Linked DNA regions of Mus musculus: all the other regions are linked to region 1. The links are chromatin contacts, called in public Hi-C maps. All regions are on one chromosome and are shown on one strand. The core of a region is the stretch at or near the end of the contact, and the rest is flanking DNA. Distances in the headings are between cores, read along the strand shown.

Region 1 (2,646 bases), core at 84-2,583:
TTTTTTTTTTTTTTTTTTGGTTTATTCGAGACAGGGTTTCTCTGTATCGTCCTGGCTGTCCTGGAACTCACTTTGTAGACCAGGCTGGCCTTGAACTCAGAAATCTGCCTGCCTCTGCTTCCCTAGTGCTGGGATTAAAGGCGTGCTTCAGTCTTTTATCTTTTTCTTTAAGTACCAGAACTGTGTGACTCAGTCTTAGGTGCATAACCCACAAAGCCCTTTTTTGAGCCATGGGGTTGGGGGGTGGGGGGTGTGTGCTCGTCAAAGCATCTTCACCTATGCCATCCATCTAACCTACTGCTTCTCTCTGGAACATAAACAACGTACATGAAGTATGCAACACCCGAACGGTATCCTTCCAACTCAGCCACCAATGAACATGAGCTTCTATCATCCATGTTACTTCCTTTAAAGCTTTTATGCCTAACACATCAAACACTCAGTGCTGGTTATGTAAATGAACTTAGACAGGGACTTACTGTGACACTCAGGATAAAAATCTAATAATCACTTCTTGTTTTTAACAAACAAACAAATGGCACGGAGTCAACACTATATACAGGAGTGATGAGACATCACTGCAGCCGGATGGACTTGACTTCCAACCTCTGAGCCTCACTTTCCTGAGTACCACCTCTCTAAGTTTTAGTTCTACCGGTAAATATAATAACTACGTACCTATGTTCCATGGGGAATGCAGGAATTAAATAAGTATACGTTGATAGAAAAAAGGCGCACTACATATTACCTATTGTCGTTATCACAACGTGATGAACACAACGTGACATACAGCCTAAGACATGATTTCTACTAAATAAAAGGTCAGGGAACTTTGGCTGAGCTTAATGTCCTTCGTTTTCTCCTCCCTCGCGCCACTCCCCCAAGAAATCTCCAGTTAACTCCGAGTTCATGGAAACTTGTTGCGTGTCGAGCACTTATGAGAACTATCGACATAAAGTAGCAGGTTCCTTTTTACTCTCGGGGCTGCTGTCCCGCCGAAAGGCATTCGAGTCATGACTCGGACAAGCTAAGAAGAAAAGAGGTGGCTCGTAATTATGGGTCCCACTTGGGACAGAAGCTCTCGGGACAGTGTCGGGGCCCGACGCAGGCCCGGGTGACTCGGCACCTCCGCCACCAGGTCCAGGCCCTCCCTGCCAGCTCCAGGGGCAACTCTGGCATCATCCGGTTCGCGATCCCCGGTCAACTCACCATGACTGACAGCGTTTGGTGATGCCGCTTCTTTTCCTGAACCTTACAATAAAAACCCACAGCTCCCTCTTTGCAGTCCAGGCCACTGCTCTGAAACCCAGAAACCGCGAGAGGCTCGCCGGAAGTGACGGAACACCGCAGGGGATGGGGTACGGAGGCCTGAAGTCAGCGGCGGAAAAACAGAAAGTCATGGGAAGGCCTGAGGTTTGAATATTACTTAAAGTAAACATTAAAACACTTGATAATTGATTTCACAGGATAGCGACTGTTTATAATGTTTAGATAGTACTCTCTTCCAAACAACTTGATAGGAGCCGTTCTCCTTACGGACTACAATACCCAGAATGCAGCTAGAGTTTCCGGCGTTGATCCCGGCCATCATGGATTCGGGCGGAAGTAATCTATAGCTCACTCTAATTCGACGAACCGTGTATTGGAAACTTATTGGAAACACATTCAAATAATGTGTGACTGAATTTACTTTATGTCTAAGAGTATATTGTTTTCTAAGTATGCCAGGGTCAGATAATAGACCTTCCTTCCCGAAGTAAAGATGTCTGCCAAACATAGGTGGTTTTGGGTGACTGGACGTTAGCGTCAACACCGGCAACAAGGTTCGCAGCCTGAGGAAAGATGTTTCATTTTTTGAGGGACGGGCGGGTCTTATCCAGCTGCGAATAGCAGAGCATTATTGGCTGTCCCCAGTAGGAACCAATCAGAAAGGAGGAAAGGCTAAGAATTATTGGCTGCTGGCGTGGACCAATCAGAAGAGCTGTGATTTGGCGGGAGTCTTGACGACCTCCGGGGCTGTCCGTGTCTCAGCGCCAGTTCTAGGTATCCGCCGCTGTGGCTATGTTCGTGACCGATTTCCGCAAGGAGTTCTACGAGACGGTCCACAACCAGGTGACTCCCATTCCACGATCCTGATCCAAACCTTATCTGGGGGCTGGGGAGAAGAGGGCGAGTGTCCGTGGATGGGCCGGGAGGTCAGAGAGTTGCCACAGAGTTTAGCGTCCCTGTGTTCAACTCATCTGTCCACGTTTGCTTCTACAGAGGGTCCTTCTCTTTGTGGCCTCGGACGTGGATGCCTTGTGTGCTTGCAAGATCCTCCAGGTGAGCTTTGAATACCTTAGGAAGGTAGGACAGGAGGGAGAGGTGACAGATCAGGGTTGGCCCCAGCAGGGGGTAGGTCACAGAAGGGGAGGGACCAGAAGGAGCAGGCAGGAGGTGAGGAACCCAAAATATCCTCTCTGACCTATACTGGAGCTAGAGAGAAGTATAGTGCAAACAGTGAGACAAGTACGTAGTGTTTTATACAGTAACCCAAGTGAAAATGGTTTCACTTCTGAAATCTTTGAATTTGTAAATGACCTCTCAAAGATGGAATTTGAGAGAGGAGATGTGACAGTGGGGAGTGGTATAATAGGGAGTGCAGGA
Region 2 (2,646 bases), core at 50-2,549, 4.6 Mb after region 1:
GTCCCCCAAAATTAAGTCTACAAAACTGTCTGAGAACACACACAAGTCACACACCTCTAATTTCAAATTTCTAGGAAAGAAATAAAGTGATGTCTGAGTGAAGAAAGCTAGCCAAGCTGATCACCAATACTCGATGCCAATATCGAATGAACCAATACCCTTCTCCAGCCCAAGTTTATATCTCTCTCAAATAAACAAGACGTGAATGGGAGCCAGGTGATGGTGGACACCTCTAATCCCAGCACTTGGGAGGCAAAGGCAAGAGAATCAACTTGAGTTCGAGGCCAGCCTGGTCTATAGAGCAAGTTCCAGGTCAAACACATCAAGAGTCAGTCACTAAGCCTAGCTTGTCTTCTTGCTGCTTAAGTACAAAGACATGCGACTTCAGAGGGGTTGGAGGGTTGGTCATAGTTCTGTAAGTTCCTCTTACTGAACTCCATATGGAATTCTGAAAGGGGAATTACTTAAACCTCAAAACGGGCTGAATACCAGTGTGCTGGGGAAGAGAAGTGCGTGGTCAGATACCCTCAGGCTCTGGAGTAGTTTCTATCAGACTATACTTCAAAAGCACCCCTTCTGAGTCCTAAAATGTTATCCTAACACACAATACACAGAAACAGGTGGCAGAGCCAATTACAAACCTCCACCCAGCTAGAGAAGTTGAGCGAGGATCCGGCTAAAGCGCAGAAGGATGCACAACCTGGCAAAAAGTCGAGATGATTTAGGAAATATGAAGTCGCTCCGGAGTCAAGGTGACTCCGGGTTGCCCAGGACCTCAAAGAGGTAGAGGTGAGCTGGGCCAACATCCAAGGTGTGGGGTAAGCACTCTCACCCTTTGTCGGATAAAGTTTATCCGATCCAAAGTGCTGTCTAGGGAAATTTGAAACGTCCAGCGGCCGAGACCTATAGGCATCGAGGGGAAGGTTGGATATAGGTTGGTATCCGTGCGGCAGCAGTTGGGGACCCGGAAACTGTGGGGTGAAGGGGCAGACTAAGAACTCGGGGGCCTTGGGGCGGCGTGGGCATGGGTCTTGAGGACGTTCGAGGATAGAAAAGCAGCCAGCAGAAGAGGAACGGAGTTGGCCAGGGCGAGCGGCGGAGCTCACGGATGGAAGGTGGAAAGCTGAGGAGGGCAGGTGTGGGGGACACGTCGGATGGATGCTGCGGGCGTGGCGGAGACCCGCCCGCAGCCTGGCTCCACTTACCCAGCCCGGGCGGCGACGATTCCAGCGAGGCGCGGGCCGGCAGGCCTTTCTTGCCCTCCAGCCTCGCCGGTACTGCGCGGTGCGCGCCTCCCATTGGCTGCCGCTCTCGGGACGCGTCTGACTCGGCCAATCAGCGCAAAGAAGCGAGGTTTGGAAACTTTTTCTCTCTAGGCCCGGGCGCGGCTGGGCCAAGCCTCGGTGGGGGCGGGAGGGGCCGCAGGAGGCGCAGGCCACTGGCCCGGAAGGCGGGCGTGGAGAGGGCCTGCTGGCGGCTCGGTACTCGCCGTGCCACGCACTCTGGAACATCCGCACGCCTCTCCTTCACACTGGTTGCATTTATCTGCTCTTGCTCTTGCCCAAGAATAGACAAAGGAGCAATTGGTCGGAGAAACCCGGGCATTAGGAATAGCTGATATTGGGTTACACTTGTAAGTGCCCTACCCGATTCCAAAAATGCTATACTAGCCCAGAATGCACAAAGACAAAAACAGGCATAGAGAACGACAAACTTCCGCCCAGCCCACAGGACCCTTGTTATTCCACAACTTTACACCCCAAATAGAATCTTTAACTGTTGTGGCTTCTTCTGAGACAGAATAGTTTAATGTGAAAGAACTTGACTTTGAATCCTAACTCCGCCGCTTACTAGCTATGTGTATTTGAAACAAGGTATTTAATTACTCGTGGATAAAATGGTCGTCGTCGTCGTCCCCCCCCCCCCCCCCCGAGCTAAATAAATAAGTTTACAAGACTTTGTGCAGTGCTTTGTAAATAAGCCGGGCAGTGGTGGAGCACACCTTTAATCCTAGCACTCGGGAGGCAGAGGCAGACGGATTTCTGAGTTTGAGACCAGCCTGGTCTACAGCGTGAGTTCCAGGACAGTCAGAGCTACACAGAGAAACCCTGTCTTGAAAAACAAACAAACAGGGCTGGCGAGATGGCTCAGGGGTTAAGAGCACCCGACTGGTCCCGAGTTCAAGTCCCAGTAGCCACATGGTGGCTCACAACCATCCATAACGAAATCTGATGCCTTCTTCTGGGATATCTGAGGACAGCTACAGTGTACTTACATATAATAAATAAATAAATCTTTAAAAAAAAAAAAAAGTCATCATATGGTTGCTAGGAATTGACCTCTAGGAGATCAGTGTTCTTAACTGTTGAGCAATCTCTCCAGCCCCTTGTTTTTTCCTTTTTTGAAACACTTTTCCTATGTAACTTGGGCTGGCCTCAAATTTCTGAGTATTCCCTTAGCCTTATTTTTCAGTGGGATCACAGGCCCAGCTAATAATAATTTCTTAACGTTAAGCCATTAATTGTTCATTAATTATTAAATACTATTAGGCACAGGTAATTTTACAACCTGGTGACTAAGACAAAGAATCTGATCTTAAAGGGTTAATACAGTAAACGGAAACAGAATTTCAGATGCCAAATGTTG
Region 3 (2,646 bases), core at 49-2,548, 3.2 Mb after region 1:
CTCCCACCTTTACCTGTGTTGTCATTTTCCATATAAATAAAGGGAATGTCCCTCCCTCTCTCACTCTCTCTCTCTCTGCGCCTTCTCTTTCTGCCACCCCCTCCAAACCTCTTACACGTGGAACTGTTTTTGGCCCAGTGTGCTGTGTTCAGATTCGAGCCTCTATTTTAACACATCAATTACTAAATGGTTAAAAAGAGCAAGGCACGTGTGGTACCTCACATCTATAACCCCAGTATTTGAAGGCTTGTTCTACATACATAGTAAATTCCAGACTATCTTGGGCTATAGCCCAAGATAGGAAATACCTAACCTAAAAAATAAAAATGTCTACAGAATTGCATGACTTTCATTAATTTTTGCAATTATTCTGAAAACATGGTGCAACGAAAAAAGGATTTTTGTCAAGGTCCTATTGAGTTCAAGCGAGTTTATTCTGGAAGAAAATACTTCCATCTTGCACTCTCATCCAACTTTGGATAAAAATGACTACCAAACTTGGTGGTCATTTTCCAACACCTGTTTTAAAGCATCTTCCTCAGATACTAGGAAGAGAGCAGTATACACATCTACCAATTCCATAAACTTTACGGGACGTTGACTACACGCACCACGGAGAGAAACGCTGAGCCCTGCGTCTAGGGACCTTACCCACCCTGCACTGCAGAGCTAGTGCTCAGCACGCACTCCTGCCCCAGACTACGAATCAGCTGGTAACTGGCCCCGGCAGCACTGCAGCGGTCTGCTGCGGACAGGAACTCCTGCAGCTGCAGTAGCCAACACCGTACGCCGGTTCCCTCCTCCGCCATCACGCCGGCACCGCTTCGCGCATGCGCGTCTCAGCACTCTAGCCAGCTCTTCCCTGAAGGCCCAGCCGGAACTGCTCCCTTATACTCTCGCGGGGGTGGGGGGGTGAAGACGCGCACCGGCCTGCAGATCTGTAGCGTTTAACATGTACACATCGGAATGCAAAGGGACAGAACCAGTCTAACCATGCGGAGATATCACAGATTGGTGTTTGCACTCGGGACAACGCAAATGTAAACACACAAGGGAGTTGTGCCGGCCCCGGGTTTCCCGCCAAAACGCAATCCCGCTGCAGGCTGGCCCATCCAAGGCGAGGGGCGTGCAAGTGAATCTAGGCTGTAATTCCTAGGTAGCGGTCGAGAACTCCCCCTCCGGCTTGCAGTGGCGCCTTCCGGAGGCGGAGCTACACGCCTTTGCCGCTGTGATTGGCCGGAAACCTTTTCTCAGAGTTCACTTACGGCGCTTTCCGGAGGCGGAGCTACGCGCGCTTGCCTCTTTGATTGGCCAGGCGTCTTCGGTCGCTGTGACGACAGAGCGGCTGGCGGGAATCGCTTCACCCTGCGGGCCCAGGAACGTTCTCCTGGGTGGCGCAGAACCCTGACTCGCCGTTTTGTGCGCGTTTGCAACTAACCCGGATCCGAGGTACGAGAGGTCCCGGAGCGGGACAACTGAGAGCCAGATTTCTTTTGTCGCGCAGCAACCACAGCACCATGTCGTCCCCGGCATCCACCCCGAGCCGCCGCAGCAGCCGACGCGGACGAGTCACCCCAACCCAGTCCCGTGAGTTCCCTCCTTCATCTGCCCCCTTTCCGCCTCGTGTCTCTTCCCGCAGCACTGTGGAAAGTCCTGAGTCCTTCGAGCCTGGTGTGTGGTTGACAGGCCTTGAGCATATAGTAGCCTCTGTCACCCACATACTGGGCTCTCGTCTCCAGGCAGTCTGGCGTGGTCAGTTCAGTTGACCCACCTTTTCCTACACCTTGTCCCTCTGTTCCAGTTTGAGGGTTTTGGGGGGGGGGTGTTCTTGTTTAAGTAATATGACTACCCTAAGGCACTTCCTGGAAGACTAAGCTTGAGCGTTGATCGTCTTTTTTGTTTTGTATGACGGAAGTTCGAAGTGAGGAAAGCAGGTCGTCACCCAATCGGAGACGTAGAGGCGAAGATTCTTCCACCGGAGAGCTACTGCCAATGCCCACCTCACCAGGAGCCGACCTGCAGAGCCCACCTGCACAGAATGCCTTGTTTTCCAGCCCTCCTCAGATGCATTCTTTAGGTGGGTCAGCCGTCGGTTTTGCTGGTTTACCAGTTGCTATTATTCTGTGTGTACTGATAGATTCTTCACTGAAACACCTGAGGAGAGAAGCAGAGTTGGTACATTTTAGGACCTAGTGAGCAAAGAAAGCATACTTTATAGTAGAACTACAATTGGGGTATGAAAGATTGCAGTAAAGTATTCTGTTTAAATTGTCAAACAGCATTCCGGAATTGGGATTTGATGTGCTTATGGGGATTTCATGGTAAAGCTAAATATCTTGTCTTTATAGCTATTCCTTTGGACTTTGATGTTAGTTCACCATTGACATATGGCACTCCCAGCTCGCGAGTGGAAGGAACCCCAAGAAGTGGGGTGAGAGGCACACCTGTAAGGCAGAGGCCAGATCTGGGCTCAGCACGAAAGGGTTTGCAGGTGGATCTGCAGTCTGATGGCGTGAGTACAAAGCAGATCTCTGATGGTGTTACCTTGAGAGCATAAAGTAGGTCATCCCATTAACATGTTTCTATCCTCGCTTTCTCAATAGGCAGCAGCAGAAGACATCGTACCAAGTGAACAGTCTCTAGGCC

Evidence for each region. A called contact is a pair of places that touch in the nucleus more often than the background predicts.
Region 2: a Hi-C map of CD8 T cells shows a contact between it and region 1, with 4 times the contacts expected there. The contact joins the promoter of Nde1 here to the promoter of Ufd1 in region 1. A contact is called at or near these places in 3 of 484 Hi-C or Micro-C datasets (CD4 T cells, CD8 T cells and muscle stem cells).
Region 3: a Hi-C map of CD8 T cells shows a contact between it and region 1, with 10 times the contacts expected there. The contact joins the promoter of Mcm4 here to the promoter of Ufd1 in region 1. A contact is called at or near these places in 2 of 484 Hi-C or Micro-C datasets (CD4 T cells and CD8 T cells).

The regions. Positions count from the first base shown.
Region 1 is chr16:18,810,981-18,813,626 of GRCm38.p6, reverse strand. Ufd1 (ubiquitin recognition factor in ER-associated degradation 1) reads right to left here and starts at 1,333. Exons shown (of 12, transcript NM_011672.4): 1 at 1,210-1,333. The coding sequence starts at 1,212. It overlaps Cdc45 (cell division cycle 45), which reads left to right and starts at 1,655. Exons shown (of 19, transcript NM_001358206.1): 1 at 1,655-2,112; 2 at 2,263-2,322. The coding sequence starts at 2,062.
Region 2 is chr16:14,161,928-14,164,573 of GRCm38.p6, reverse strand. Nde1 (nudE neurodevelopment protein 1) reads right to left here and starts at 1,299. Exons shown (of 9, transcript NM_023317.2): 1 at 1,206-1,299.
Region 3 is chr16:15,636,052-15,638,697 of GRCm38.p6, reverse strand. It overlaps Mcm4 (minichromosome maintenance complex component 4), which reads left to right and starts at 1,298. Exons shown (of 16, transcript NM_008565.3): 1 at 1,298-1,587; 2 at 1,916-2,077; 3 at 2,349-2,512; 4 at 2,604-2,646. The coding sequence starts at 1,518. It overlaps Prkdc (protein kinase, DNA activated, catalytic polypeptide), which reads right to left and starts at 832. Exons shown (of 86, transcript NM_011159.2): 1 at 656-832. The coding sequence starts at 809.